Regions from separate parts of the Ovis aries genome. Here all the other regions are linked to region 1. A link is a contact called in public Hi-C data. All regions are on one chromosome and are shown on one strand. Each heading gives the region's core, a stretch centred on a gene start, on an enhancer-like site or on the middle of the called end of the contact. The rest is flanking DNA. Distances are from core to core; before and after follow the strand shown. Region 1 has its middle 82 kb from the start of ZFP36L2. Region 2 has its middle 170 kb from the start of ZFP36L2. Region 3 holds the start of ZFP36L2 (ZFP36 ring finger protein like 2).

Region 1 (4,890 bases), core at 1,721-4,220:
CCACCATGATCTGTCCGTCTTGGGTGGCCCCACATGGCATGGCCCAGTTTCACTGAGTTAGACAAGGCTGTGGTCCACCTGATCAGATTGGCTAGTTTTCTGTGACTGTGGTTTAAGTCTGTCTGCCCTCTGATGCCCTCTCTCAGCCCCTACTGTCTTGCTGGGGTTTCTCTTACATTGGACGTGGAGTATCTCTTCACAGCTGCCAGCAAAGCGCAGCTGTTGCTCCTTACATTGAACATGGAGTATCTCTTCATGGTGCAGAGTTCTGACAAAACGTGGTCCAGTGGAGAAGGGAATGGCAAACCACTTCAGTATTCTTGCCTTGAGAACCCCAGGAACAGTATTAGGCCCATTAACAGGTGAGAAAATTGAGGAACTAAATGAATGTCTTGGTAGAGATTCCAGCCTCTGGCCTGGGGCCAACTCCAAAATCCACCCTTAACCCCAAGGCCGAAACGGGAGACTTGTGACTGTTCCAGTTCAGTCTCCAGACAGTGTGTGCACACACACACACACGTCTATGCAGGTGGACATGCCCACACCCCACCCTGCAGCAGGAACTCTTGGGCAACATTTTCATCATGGAAAGTGCTGGAGGGGCCAGAGAGGTTTTAGGCTAGTTCTTCCTCCTGTTGGTTCCCCTCAGAGACCAGTCCTTTTCCTGGACAGGCTTGGTCCCTGAGTGAGGCAGGCCTGGGAGCTCTGGGGGGAGACATCATCAGGGTTCCTTCCCTGGCCAGAGCTCCAGGGACCTTCCGGGGTGAAGGCAACTGACAGGGCAGGCTTCCCTCTACCTTCCTTGTTCACCCCCTGCTCTGGGGAATGGGAACCACAGAGAAAGAGCTCTCAGCTGCCAAGAGCGCTGGTCCCCCAAGCCCACCCAGGGAGGGAGCAGAGAAGTGCCCTGAAGAGCCCCTCAAAAGGGCCGTGTCAGGGTTACCTGCCTCAGGGACATTCTTAACCCCAACCAAAGAAGGCACCCTTCACAGCCTCCTCCTCTGTGCTGGGGCTTGGCCATTAGCTGTTCTCAGATGGAGACTCTTTCTGCCCCACCCCCACCCCCTACTCAGTCTCCAGGGGACATGGAAGCAGCTTTGATGAAGTCTATCAAAGAAGCCTCGTTTTTAACAGCTGTTTCCTGGGAGGGCAATTGGAACAACAATAAACCCTCACATCTGTTTAAGGGGCTGGTGGCGGGTACTCCACCCTCAGCCCTGTGGGAGGGCTCCTGCTCATCAGCAGGGGGGAAATGACTGGGCCCATCAGAGAGATACCATTTAGGACCATTTGGACTGGATGGGAACACCCACCCCATTTTACAGATGACTAAACTGAGGCCAAAGCACCCTCTGCTCCCAAAGGTCTCCCCACACAGATTCCACTTCCCCAGGGACTCTCCAGGCAAGCCCTGGCTTCTCCTTTGGATCAGGTCACCTCCACTTACGCAAGAGAGGACTGGCCCACAGAGAGGTGTGGGAGGTACATGGGAGGATAAAGCCCACGCAAATGGGAAGCCTGTGTCTATTTGGAGACATCTGCTCTGGCCCTTCCCCTGCATGAGCTATTGTCCCTTTTTTGGCCACCATTTTATTCCTCAGTCCGAGCATATGTGCTCGGTTGGGTCTGACTCTCTGCAACCCCATGGACTGTAGCCTGCCAGCCTCCTCTGTCCATGGGATTTTCCAGGCAAGTATACTGGAGTGGGTTGCCATTTCCTTCTTCAGGGGATCTTCCCAACCCAGGGATCAAACCCACATCTCCTACCTATCCTGCACTGACAGGCAGATTCTTTACCATTGTGCCACCTAGAAGATTTCAATCTGTGGATTTCTGCAAATCAGGGTTTCTCAGACTTGACACTATTGACATTTGGGGCTGGGTATTTCTTAGTTGTAGGGACTGTTCTGTGCACTGTAGGATGCTGGGCAGTGTCTCTGATCTCTACCCAGTAGCTGCCAGCAGCACCACCTCCCGGTTCTAACAATCAAAAATGTCTCTAACATTGCTGAATGTCCCCTGGGGCAAAACTGTGTCCAGCTGACTTCCTCTAGGAAGACTTCCTGGAAGAGGAGGATCTCAATCTGGTCTTTATGTAAACAGTCCAGGAAGGGTGCAGGTTGATGGAAAAGTCTCAAAGGCAGTGAGAAGAGCCCAAGGTTGGAGGTGGTGAGTGGTGACTTTCCAGGGAGGGGACAGGAGGGTGACCACAAGTTGCTGGATTTTAATCTGGGGTGTGTTAAGACTGCCCTGCAGAGCAGGTCCTGGAGCCCAGAGCATGGACCATCCAGGGGGTTAGTGGGAAGGGAGAAGATGGGGAGAATACTGCCATTTGGAGGTCCTGGTGGTCTTGTTAGGGGCTTGTTGCTCTGAGTCCCTAGCTCCTAACACAGAATCAGGCTAAGGAAACGCAGAGATGATGAAACTACTGCCAATGCAGGCAAGAGTCCTGGCAAGGAGGAAGGTGGGCCTGGGATCTGGAGGGCTAAAAGGACCATTTGTAGATGGTGAGAGTGTTGATGAGGGGACCTGGCTGGAGGGCAAGCAAGGGCCCTGGTTTCTCAGCGTCTGCCCTCACCTGTCTCCCCCGTCGTCCCTGTGGGATAGGGGTGGGGGAATGGGAGACGCTGTAACCATGGGTAACTGCTGGGCACGGGGCAGACCACCTGGCTTCCGGCCAGTCTGCAGGTCTTTCCCTCTGGCAGAGATTTCAACGGGCTCTCCGGAAGAGAATGTTGAACCCCTTGGCCTAGGGAGCTCCCTTCTCAGACAGAAACACTGGCTCCCACTCCCCATCCTGGGCTTCCTGAGCCTTGGATACACGTCGGCCCTCAGACTGGGCTCCCTGAGGGGAGGGGTGACACCTTCCCAGTGGTCACCAAAGGGAAATGTGAGGCTTGGGGCTGGTGCTGCCCACAGGGAGCTTCTGGGTGATCTGCCAGCAGGGGGCGCTGTGGACTCAGATACAGTTCTTGTGCGGCTGGAAGGGTGGAGACTGGTCAGGCCTCCCTCACCTCCTGTTTACCCTCTTAGAGTCCTCACCCCAGCCAGGCTTGCCTGCCTGGTACACAGCATGGCCTCCACCTCCTCCCAGCTTCCCATCCCAACCCCATGCTTCTCCCCTCCTCTTCATATGCCCATTGTGCAGATGAGGAGACTGAGACATACAGAGGCAAAAAAGGCTGGAAGGGACAGTAGCAGGGCAGAATGGAGACAGTCTTGGCTTTGGAGCCAGAAGACCTGGGTTGCCAGCATGCCAGTTCAGCATCTCACTCCCTGTGTGGTTGGGGTCAGATTTGGGGGCTTTACTGAGCAATCCCACTGCTGTTGTAATAAGAAGCTGAACGTGGCAGCCCACACCACCCCCAGGCTGAGGACAATTCTGATGCTGGGATCACAGCCCTGTGGGGACAGCACTGGGTCCTGGGAGGAAGGGCTGGCCAAAGGGGACTAGGTGGCCTTGCCTAAGCCCCTGTTTAGGGAACGAGAGCAGACAGCCAGAGAGGAGACGAACAGGAGGCTCTGAACAAGTGCAGAGGGGATGAAGGATGTGCTGGAGAGTCTGGGGAGGGGAGGGAAGGACAGAGGCGTCAGCCACTCTGAGTTATCTGCACTCTCTCCCAGGTCCTAGTGATTAATAACAAGAGTGGAAACCATGAAAGTTATTTGCTACCCTCTCATGATGTGCCAGGCTCTGTGCCAAACACTTGACAGACTCAACTACCCATTCTGGGAGACAGGTAGTGATATTACCCCATTTGAGAGATGAGGAAAAAATTCCTCAGAGATAAAATAACTTGTCTGAGGGCCCCAGTGGGAAAGGGGCAAACACGAGATCCCACCCAGGTTTCCGTGGTGTGGACCCCCACGCTGTTGGTGGTATCAGGGTCGAGAGAGAGAGAGGTTGAAGGCCCCTCTGCGTCTGGGGTCAGGGCTGTGTATGTGGCTGGGGGAACAGAATAGGGCTGTGTTCCCTCAGCCGCTCAACACAGAGTGGACAGAGCAGAGTGGGGCGCTGAGGAAGGAGTGGCCCACAGATCTATTCAGCGGCCTCTGAACAAACCTAAGGAAGCAGTCTGGCCCAGTTGTTTCCCGCATAGCATGCTCATGGGTTCTGCACGTCCTGCAAGTGCTGGGACCGGAGGGCAGAGAGGCAGGCTGGAGCCATCAGGAGGGGAGGGTGCCATCACATCAGCTGGGTGGAGGATGGCCCAGGAGGTCTGATTGGTTCCACTGGCCACTCTTAAGAAGAGATGAGATCTTAGGAAGAGATCTAAACTTACAAACACTGAGGGTTGTGGGGAATGGGGGAGAAGGGAGGAAGACTCGAGATACCAGTGTCAGAATCCACTAGATGAGATGCTCATCAGACGTGGTGGACAGAGGCCATGGTTAAGGATGACTCAGCCTTCGCCTTGGATGGTAGGGAGTCTCACCAGGAACCAACATCTTAGCACACAAGCGACGGAAGTGGCTAGTAAAAGATGACAAGTAAGTGTGTGCGTGCTAACTCTTTGCAACGCTATGGGCAGTCTTGTGTCAGTGGGATTCTCCAGGCAAGAACACTGGAGTGGGTTGCCATGCCCTCCTCCAGGGGATCTTTTTGACCCAAGGGATTGAACCCAAGTCTCTGTGGCTCCTGCATTGCAGACATTCTTTACTGCTGAGCCAACGGGGAGAGGTGTCTGTGGGCTATGCGAGTGTAGGGGAGCTTCAGGCTCAGGGTTAAGAGGGATAAGAGCTCAAACTGCCGCTGAAATCAAGCTATACTCTCTGAGGAAAGCAGTCGGGTTCACTCACATTTGAGCTTAGTCTGCAGCCAAGAAGGAGAATACTACGCAGAACCCCTACTAGGCTAAGCTGATGACCCTGTGATCTCAAACTTGAAAA
Region 2 (4,890 bases), core at 1,147-3,646, 88 kb before region 1:
GGAGCGACTGCAGCCTCATCCATCATCCTGCACCCCTGGGCCTCCTCTCTCAGCTGGTGTGTGTGTGTGTGTGTGTGTGTGTCTATTGGGGTAGGGGGCGTTGGCTGAGCGTCGAGGTGTCGGTCTCCATTAAATGACTGCTATCTGGCCACGGAGGGACTGCAGCAAGGGAGGAGAGGCCAGCGTTGGGTGGGGCACTCAGGGCAGGCTGCTGGGAGGTGGGACCAATCCTGGGCCCCAAAGGATGGTGAAACTGGGCAGTGGGGAGATAGGAAGGGAGTTCCAGGTCCAGGGAACGACCTGAGCAAAGGCTCAGAGGTGGGAAGCAGTCCAGTCTGTACAGAGGACGGGAAGGGAGCTGGAGAGCAACCAGGCTGAAGGGGTTCCAGGCAAGGGAGCCTGGGTTGATGAGACAGGGGGACTAGGGCCAGGCTGAGGAATTTACAGTGGATGTCCAAAGCCACGGAGAAGTCAAAGGCATCCCACTCCAGTACTCTTTTGCCTGGAAAATCCCATGAACGGAGGAGCCCGGCAGGCTTCAGTCCATGGGGTCGCTAAGAGTCAGACACGACCGAGAGACTTCACTTTCACTTTTCACTTCCATGCATTGGAGAAGGAAATGGCAGCCCACCCCAGCGTTCTTGCTTGGAGAATCCCAGGGACGGGGGAGACTGGTGGGCTGCCGTCTATGGGGTCACACAGAGTCGGACACGACTGAAGCGATTTAGCAGCAGCAGCAGTCCAAAGCCAAGCCCTGAGAGACTCTGGGGCCTAGGAGCAGAGGGGACAGAGTAGCCCAGTGATGGCTGAAGAGATGAGTCTGGGAAGAGATGAGTCTGGGAAGAGATGAATGTTAACTGAGGAGCGAACCCAAGAAACACTGGTCTTGGCAACATCCTGGGCCCACTCAAACCTGGAGGAGGGTGGTGTGGGGCAGGGCCTCGGTATCGTCACACTCCAGTCAGATGGCAGAGGCAGGGCTCCTGCCCTCAAGGAACCCAGCATCTTTGAGCCACCAGTCTAAGGGAGGGACAGACACCCTAGGACCTTGCTCCCTCCTCTGGTCTCAAGTACCTCATTAAATCCCTTCTTCAGAAACCCCATTAGCTTGTGACGAAAAGCCAGGTCCAGCCTGCAGATAAAACCCCTCTTTTTTTTTTTTTTTTCCTGGCTGCTTCCCCTTGGACAAAAACAACTTTTTTTTTTTTTAATACAAAAATTTCTGCCCAACTTCCCCTCAGGAAGGATGGCTGGATGATGTGGCTATAGCCATAGTAACAGAGTCGATGAGAAGATAAACAAAGTAACCTAGCGGACCCAAGGGGTGTGTCAATGTGAAGATTTCCTGAGACCCCCAGGCCCTGGATGGGATACCAAACCAGGGAGCTGTGGAGAGGGGTCTGCTGAGTTTCTAGTGTTCATTCACCTTTCCTGTGAATAACATAACAGGTTTACTGGGCATGGCAGGGAGTCAGGAAGATGTGGAGTCGGAAACAGAGAGAAAGGTGGGATGGAGCCAGCCAGAGGAACCAGAAAAAAAAAAGAAGGAAAGACAGGGAGAGGCAGAGTGACCCAGAGAGGAAATTCCTTGAAAGCAAGGGCTGGGCCTTGCTCAGTCTGTGTATCCTCAGCCTTGAAGCTGGGGAAGCTGCTTATGAACTGTGTCCCCCACCCCACCCCACGCCCCAGCCCTGGAAGACGGTCCTTACCAGGCCTGGACTAAATGCTCCACAGAGCACATGTCTGTCAAAGCCCTAAAACATTGTATTAACATCCTTGAGTTGCCTTTTAGACCACCGCACCCCACTCTGGAGCCCCCAGCCTTGTTCACTATTACGTGGCAGCTACTGGGACAGGGGCAGCCACACCCCTCACTGTCTATTCAAGGTAAGAAAGAAAGACAGAAAGACAGTGGGCAGGAGGGGATCTGACAAACCCACCACCACGGGGTGTGGCCTCCTGGGAGAGGCTCCAGGGCACCTCTCTGCCCCTCTTTTTTGGCCTTGGAGCCTGAGGTTGGGAAGGGCAGCCAGGGAGGGGCTGGGCTCAGCTGGCTGTCCCCTGCCTCTGCAGAGGCTGACAGGCCAGAGAAGGTTACCTCAGTGGGCCCCAGCCCAGAGAGGCACTAGCTCTGCTGGCGAGGTTGGCATGGTCAGGGCAGGAGGGGGGGCATCCTGCTATATTGTCACTGACTCAGCCGCATTTCCAGAAATTCTTCCCTCCAGTAAGAAGAGGAAAGAGAAGACTAGAGAGCCTCTTGGGCTGCCGGGAAAGGGACGGGCAAGTGGGAACCAGGGTTCCCAGAGGTCTCACGAGCCAGGCTGGAGCAATGGGGCCTCTTGCCTGGGCCAAAGGCCAGTCAGCCCTGAGACAGAGTCTGGGCCCCAGCCAGAGGTGTCAGAAGAACTGACCAATGGACTTGTACCTGGCCAGGTCCACGCCCACTGGGCCATGTTTGTGGCAGCAGAGCTGAGGCCGGAAAAAGAAAGCCTAGAAATCACTGGGCTTCCCACAGGCCTTTTCAGATTCTGGGAATGGGGGAGACCAAAGCTTAAATTCAACCCAGAGTGGTTATAGCCTCTCCTCCCGTTTCAGGGTCTAACCCTGTACTAGATCTTATTGGGAAGACATAGGAAAAATTCCTATTGTTATGGTTGTTATTCTCCAGCATAGCCTTTCTCTGGTGTGTTCCGCCTACAAGCATAATCCTTGGTAAAATTTACAGACCCTGGCACATCACTACCCTCTTAAACACTCCTAGTGCACAATGTGAATGTTGAAGTCTCAAAAAGGGACTTCCCTGGTGGTCCAGTGGTTAAGAATCTGTCTTCCAGTGTGAGGGACACAGGTTTGATCCCCGGCCAAGGAACTAAGATCCCACATGCTGCAGGGCTACTTGAGGCCATACACCTCAACTGGAGCCATAACTAAGATGCAATGCAGCCAAATAAATAAATAAATATTTTTTAATTAAAAAAAAATAAAGTCTCAAAAAAATCTTGAAAAGGCCAAATTAACTTCAGTTAATTCACTGTTTCTTCAGCTTATTTGACCATGGAACCCTTTTTTTTTTTTCTTTCACAAAACACCATAAAGCAGAGTTCCCAGAAACACATTCTGGGGAAAGCTCTAATAAAGCTTTTCAGGGGGGTGGTTTTCTAACTTTGTTCCAGCCAAGGTGTCCCAGGGGTGATCTAAGGCAAAGGGGGAAATGAGCCAGCTGGATGCCGGTTCTCCATCCCAACCCAGTTCACCAGCAGGTTCTATATTCTGCTTGAATCAGTTTTCCAATAATACAATTTTATTGGGCAGAAGGGTTCTGCAGCTAAAACTAAGTTTGAAAGCAATTGTTTTATGATTCTACATGACTATATGAAGAAAGAGAAAGAAGTAGGCAGAGTTGGTCTGGGCGAGGAGGGAGGCAATCTGGAAATAAAAAATAGTGAAATTTAAAAAGCGATAGATTAAACAGAACAGGAGCAGAGTGTCTGAGGAAATCATCTAGTGTGTAACCTCACAGTTCTCTGACCAAGTATTTCTAATTCCACTTCTGAAGTAGAGAAAGTGGGACAGGAGGAGTTGAGTTACCTGCCCAGGACTCTGATCAGACCTCTGACCAGGTTTCTTGCCCTCTTTCCTCAGCACCAGAGGTTAAGAGAAGGACCCCTACCCTCAGGAAGCTGCCAGTTTCCCGGAGGAGGAGAAATTTGCTCACCAAAGAATGGTGAATGGAAGCAGTTTAAGGTTCAAGGCAGAAGCCAGGGTCCAGTGGTTAGAGTTGAGGAGGTCAGAAGAGAGGGATTTCAGGAACAAGGGCCTCCGAAAGCCTTGTCCTTGAGATCTGGAGTTATAGTATGATGGCCCAGAACCTGGTGTGATTCTGCCGTGTGAAGACTCACGCCTGTCTTCAGTCCTGGCGGTTTCTCAGCCATTGTCTCTCTGAAGATTGCCTTTCATTCTTTCCAATCTGTCTTTGTGAAATTCTGTGAGACACAGATCGGACCATCTCATTCTATTCCCCACACCTTTGGTTCTTCCCTGTTTTCTACTTATTTACTTCTTTGTGCTGCATTTTGGGATGAATTCTGAGATTTCCTTCTCCAGCTCTGTTTCTCCCACTGAGTTTGAAATTTCTTTTTTTAAAAAAAATATTTATTTTTACTTATTTATTTGACTGTGCTGTGTCTTCATTGCAGCCTACAGGATATATAGTTGTAACATGTGAACTCTTAACTGGAACATGTAGGATCTAGTCCCCTGACTACAGATTGAACCCAGGGCCCCTGCATTGGGAGCTTGGAGTCTTAGCCACTGGACCACCAAGAAAGTCACTGAAATTTCAGTGATTATGCCTTTTATTTTAGAAGTTCTACATTCTGGCTTTTGAAGCTCCAAACCCACGAATCCTAGTCTATTCTCTGAGCCAACAAGTGCTGGAATGGTCAAGATCCCGCTTCCCACCAAGTATCCCGTGGCTGAGAACTCCAGCCCCCAGCAGCCTCTCTAGGTCTCCTTCAATCATCCCAAGAGCCATGTGAACACACATTCTCTCTATGCACCTTAAAGCAATCTAGCTACAGGAAGTGGGCAAAGCTATCGAGTGCAAGAAAACTTTGGGGGAAAAGATTAATATTTTCTTTTCTTTTTCTTTTGGCCACATCTCCGTGGCATGTGGGATCTTAGCTCCCTGACTAGGAATCAAAGCCATTGGATGGCCAGGGAAGTCTCAAGTATTTTATTATTTTTTGTGATCTTTTTTTAAAAATTAATTTTTACTGGAGTACAGTGGCACTAGTGGTAAAGAACCCGCCTGCCAATGCAGGAGATGTAAGAGATATGGGTTCAGCCCCTGGGTCGTGTCCACAGAGTTGGACACGACTGAAGTGACTC
Region 3 (4,890 bases), core at 1,431-3,930, 82 kb after region 1:
ATAGCTGCTGGTGCTGGGTTGATTTTTCCTAAAATCCCAAACGCATCGGAGACCTAAAAAAGTTTGTTGTTTGGTTTTTTGTTCTATCCGCATCACAACTGCTCTGTTGTGAGTCTTTTGTTCATCAATACAAAAAGTTCGTTGGCTTTTTTCCCGCTCAACAAGAATGAAACTTCGTAATAATAATAAAAATAATAATAATAATAAAAAAACAAAAAACAAAGAGGGAACCGAAAGGGGAGGGGTGGGGGCCCCTCCCGGCACTCAAGTTCGAGTCCAAGTGCTCGGCACAGCCTGCAGTCTGCTTGTGGCCGATGTCACTCCCCACACTCCCGTGCCCCTCTGCCCCTAAGCAGGGGCGCCCTCCAACACCCCCAGAACCGCCTTCCCTTCCTTCTCCTCACTGGCGCCCTCTTGCCTCAGTCGTCGGAGATGGAGAGGCGGCTGAAGATGGGTAGGCGGCGACCCGGGTCAAGGCCGGGGGACTCAGAGCCGCTGAGGCTGCCCGAGCTCAGGGAGCCGCTCAAGTAGCTGTCGCGGTCCGACAGCGAGTCTGGGGGGCTAGGGGGCGCGTCGAACACCGGCGACTCGGACAGGCGGCGTGGCAACTGGAAGCTGAAGGGCGGCGAGGGCGGCGCGGCGGCGCTGGCAGGGAGGGGCGCGCTGGGCGGCGCCGGGGGCTGCGCGGGGGGCACCAGGCCCTGTTGCTGCTGCTGCTGCTGTTGGCTGCGATAGTAGGCGGCAGCAGCCACAGCGGCAAAGTTGTGGGTCTGGATGGCGAGCGGTGTGATGAGGCTGCTCAGCTCCGGGCCGAAGGCGAAGGCGTTGTTAGCGCACGAGGCCGACGAGCAGGTGGCGCAGGGCGCGCCGGGTGCAAGCAAGTCCTCGGCGCCCCCGGTGCCGTACAGCAGCGCGGCCGCCGCCGCGGCCGCAGCAGAAGCGCAGCACGTCGGGGCGCCGGAGGGCGTGGAGGCTGCCGAGGCCGACGAGCAGGACGAAGCGGACGACGAGCAAGACGAGGCCGAAGAGCAGGAGGGTGGCGGCGGTGTGCGCGACGTGGGGCTGTCGAGAAGCAGGGGCGACTCGAGGCCCCCAGGGGGCTGGTGGTGGCCCGACGGGAAGCCCGAGAAGCTGAGGCTATGGTGCAGCTTGGGCCGCGGTTCCCGCGGGAAGCCTAGGTGCAGCGCGTCGCGGGCGCTGAAGGTGCGCAAGTCCCCGGAGGCGCCCCCGGACGGCGCGGGTCGCCGCTCATCAGCGTTGTGGATGAAGTGGCAGCGCGGCCCGTAGGGGCAGAAGCCGATGGTGTGGAAGGTGCGGCACAGCTCGGTCTTGTACTTGGGGTGCCGCGTCAGGCTGCGCAGCTCGTGGAAGCCGTGCGCGAACTGGCACTTCTCGCCGTACTTGCAGGTGCCACTCTCCTCGAAGGGCCGGCACAGCTCAGTTTTGTAGCGGGTCGAATTGATCTGGGAGCCGCCGCCCCCCTTCTGCTGTTGCTGCAGGTGCAGGAGGTGCTGGCTGCGCTCTCCGTTCTCGCTGAACGAGCGGTCCCGGAATTTGTTCTCCTTGTTCAGCAGGGCGGTGCCGCCGCCCCCCGACGGCTCCTTGAGGGTGCCGTAGGAGGCCGAGCCGCCGGCCGCCGCGCTACCGTTAGCCGCGCCCGGGAACTTGGGCGAGCAGCTGCCGGGGCTAGGCGCGGGGTGGGCGAGCGCGTGCAGGTTGCTGGCCGAGTGCCGTCGGAGGAAGCCCGGCGTGAAGCCCGAGCTGGGGGCGGTGGCCACGGGTGTCCCCACCGCCTTCTTGTCCAGCATGTTGTTCAGATTGAGGTTGGCCAGGGATTTCTCCGTCTGCCAAGAGGAGGGGAGCGGGGAAGAGATGAAAAGGGAGGAGGGAAGAGTTGGGGCGAGTTGCGGAGTAGCCACTACCAGCCCTCCGATTCTTTTTCCTTTTTTCGGATCTCGATTCGGCCCAACTTCCACACTTAAACGCGCACAAGAATCAAGTTCGTACTGGGAGGAGCCGGACTCTCCCACCCTAGGCCGCGCTGCGTCGCGACATGTGATCCTCAGCCGTGGGCCGCAGGCCTGGGCGGCGCAAACCCCGTCCGGGAAGCCCCGGGCAGCGTGGCTGCGGTGAAACTTAACAGCTACAGCGACTCCCTTCTGCCTTTCCTCCCAGCTGCTCCTTCTCCCCGCCCACAAGGCTCGAGCAACAGTGCAAACTCTGGGGTTTTTCCCGAATCTAAAAAAGTCAGAGCGGGAAGAGAACCCCCAAAGCCGAGGACAGAAGGCCAAGCCTGAGAACTTGAAGGGCTCCCTGCTCACCCGCGTACCTTGCACAAGAAGTCGATATCGTAGAAGGCGGACAGAAGTGTGGTCGACATGTTTCTGGATCCTCTAATGGTCGGAGCTGGAGACTGGGAGATCCGGAGGAGCCCTCGGGGCGGCGCGGCCGGGCCCGAGCCACGACGAGTAACGGGCGAGGGGCGAGGGAGAGACCGAAAGTTTGCTGGGGGGCGAGAAAAGAGGGAGCGGGGGCAGCAGCGTGGACTGGTTTGAGGGTGTCCGGGAGTGCGGAGTTGGGGGGAAAGAAGAGTTAAGCTAGAGCGCTCCTCCGCGCCCCGGGGTGCCCGGCCCGCCCCCCCCGCGCGGAGCCGACGGCAGCTCGCGGACTGGTGGAACTCAGCGGCCTGCGAGCGCGCGCTCTATATAGAGCCCCCGGAGCGCGGCCGCTCCGGGGCGGGCGTGCCAGGGGAGGGGACAGAATGCTGACCCCGTAGGGGTCTCTAGGCAACGCCGCCCGCCCGCTGGCGGACGTCAAGAGCCTTCCTGGCCTCCCATTGGCCGCCGCCAATTTTTTTCCTCTGGGGGAGGGGACGAAGAGGCCTCGGGGCGGGGCTGGCCGCCTTGGGCTCCCGGGGCGGCGTGGAGATCTCGGCGGAGATGGGTGCTGTTGGTTGCTGGCGGGAAGATACGGCTCCCTTCTTCTGGGGCTGTTCTGTCGGAAATCCCCAGCAGGTCTAACGTGGTTGGGTTTCTGCAGCCCTGAACGTGTCTTTCCCCGCCCGATCCTGCTAGACGAAATTGCGGAGCTTTTATCTCCTACTCTGTTTAATATTGGGCGCGGGAATTGCAAAGTGCAAGAATATTGCAACCGTCCGCGCGGCCCGGCTGCTTTGGAAAGGGTCCTCTGGCCGGGGGGGCGGGGACTCTGGGCCCGAGTTTAATGGGTGGTGGCTGCGTCCCGACTGCACGTGGAGATGCGGTGGGGGTGGGGGCGGGAGCGGCCACGCGGGCGGCCGCCTGGGCAGTCTCTCCCGGAGGAGCCTGGGCCCGTTTCTCCGCCCCTCTTCCCGCCCAGACTGCAGTAAACAGGGCTTGAATGCCGAGGCCTGCCGGGCAGGGCTGAGTGTCTGAGGACAAGGCGCTGGCTTTGCTAATCACATCACAAGACCTTGAGCCAGGGCCAAAGTCGCAGAGTGGCGCGGGGCGTCCCGGGCGGGAGAGCCGCCTGGGAGGACGGGAGGAAAGGCCGGGAGAGCCGCGCAGGCATGGAGGCCACTTCCCGCCGCCTTGTCCGTCTGCTGGTCTGTCCGGCTTTCCACAGTCCTCCTGGGGGTCGAGGTACAGCTGCCCGCCGAGGCTCCCGTCCGCCGCAGCCTTGGCCTGGCGCGCTCCTCCTAGACCCTCCCTGGCCGTTCAGGGCGCCGCGCCCTTCCTTAGCTCGTCCTGGGTTGCGGGCTCCCGCTGAGGACTACCCGCAGCCAGGCAAGGCTGGGCACCGAGGATTCACCTAGTGGGCTCTCCTTACCTTCTGTTGCCAGTCCCACACCCCAGAAGCCTGCATTGGTATAAGATTTTGCCAGCCAGTGCCCTCTGGGTGTGAGGCAGACACCACCTCGCCCCAGCACCCAGTGAGGCTTAAGCCTCTGTTAGATCTGGGGTCCTGTCCAGGACACTTCGCGTCTATGCAGACGCTGCCTCTGAAAGGCTGGAGTCCGGCCCATGATTTCGCACACCTGGCAGCCTAGGCTGTTACTGGGCCTAAGTTGGAAGGTCCAGTACCTGCCAGGGAAAGAAGCTCCTGCGACCCACACCCCCTTGCCCAGTTGATCTTATTTCTGGCTGTGTATCCTTGTGCTTATTTACATTCCGCTGCACTCACTCCCTCTCTCAGCACCCTGGGAAGGAATGAACTAGGCCTGTCTCTCAGGAAACCAACTCCTTCAAGTTCAGCTTGCATGCAGAGCCAACTGCTGGACTCTCTACCCGTCCAGGGTGCTTGAGCCAGGGCAGGGCTGTAAGGACTTCAGGATCAGAAACAGGGCTGGAGTTCAGCCTCCTTCCCTTATAAACCACATGGTTTTAGACAAATCACATAATCACTTGGGCAACTGGGTTTCCTTGTAAAACTAACATAATTTCTGCTTTACTAATCTTATCACCTTTTGTCAAGGTGCCAATGCAAATGAGTTATCTGTTATGGTGTTTAAAAGATAAACAAGTAAATTCCATCTTACTTATTAAATTGACAAAGCAAAAAAATGGAGCAAGTCAGACCTCTGGAGCATGGCTGGATGGGTGAAGGTCCACAGAATAGTGAATGTAGAGCTGAGAGGGCACCAAATTTTGGACCCTCCAGCTTGGAGCCAAGGGCAGTGACCTCAGAAGGAGTGACTGCTTTAGTCTCACCACCCAGCCTATACTGATCATTAGACAAGGCTGGGCATTCATGGCAGACACCTGTAGCCTAGAATACCCAAGAACCCTGACTCTGTTTTGTTCCTTGTTGAAATGAACCCAAACGCAAGAGTTTGAGGATGGCTTTACAGTGGGATATTTTGAATTGCCCCTGGGAATGCATCAGGGAAGTGTGAAACAGCCATTTCCCAGG

Evidence for each region. A called contact is a pair of places that touch in the nucleus more often than the background predicts.
Region 2: a Hi-C map of liver shows a contact between it and region 1, with 3 times the contacts expected there. The contact joins two enhancer-like sites. A contact is called at or near these places in 3 of 16 Hi-C or Micro-C datasets (liver, mixed tissues and tail adipose tissue).
Region 3: a Hi-C map of liver shows a contact between it and region 1, with 4 times the contacts expected there. The contact joins the promoter of ZFP36L2 here to the enhancer-like site in region 1. A contact is called at or near these places in 13 of 16 Hi-C or Micro-C datasets (blood, liver, mesenteric adipose tissue and 6 more).

Annotation. Positions count from the first base shown.
Region 1 is chr3:81,064,836-81,069,725 of ARS-UI_Ramb_v3.0, reverse strand. No RefSeq gene overlaps it. Among named protein-coding and RNA genes, the nearest start is that of ZFP36L2, 82 kb to the right of the region's middle. Within about 2 kb of position 2,970, at least 10 of the 54 cell types and tissues checked have an H3K27ac peak or open chromatin away from gene starts, as enhancers often do. A contact at or near this core is called in liver and muscle, where this site is marked.
Region 2 is chr3:81,151,912-81,156,801 of ARS-UI_Ramb_v3.0, reverse strand. No RefSeq gene overlaps it. Among named protein-coding and RNA genes, the nearest start is that of ZFP36L2, 170 kb to the right of the region's middle. Within about 2 kb of position 2,396, at least 4 of the 54 cell types and tissues checked have an H3K27ac peak or open chromatin away from gene starts, as enhancers often do. A contact at or near this core is called in liver, where this site is marked.
Region 3 is chr3:80,982,995-80,987,884 of ARS-UI_Ramb_v3.0, reverse strand. It overlaps ZFP36L2 (ZFP36 ring finger protein like 2), which reads right to left and starts at 2,680. Exons shown (of 2, transcript XM_027966890.2): 1 at 2,330-2,680; 2 at 1-1,844. The coding sequence starts at 2,380. The coding sequence ends at 420. It overlaps LOC114113940 (a long non-coding RNA gene), which reads left to right and starts at 2,515. Exons shown (of 3, transcript XR_006059214.2): 1 at 2,515-4,890.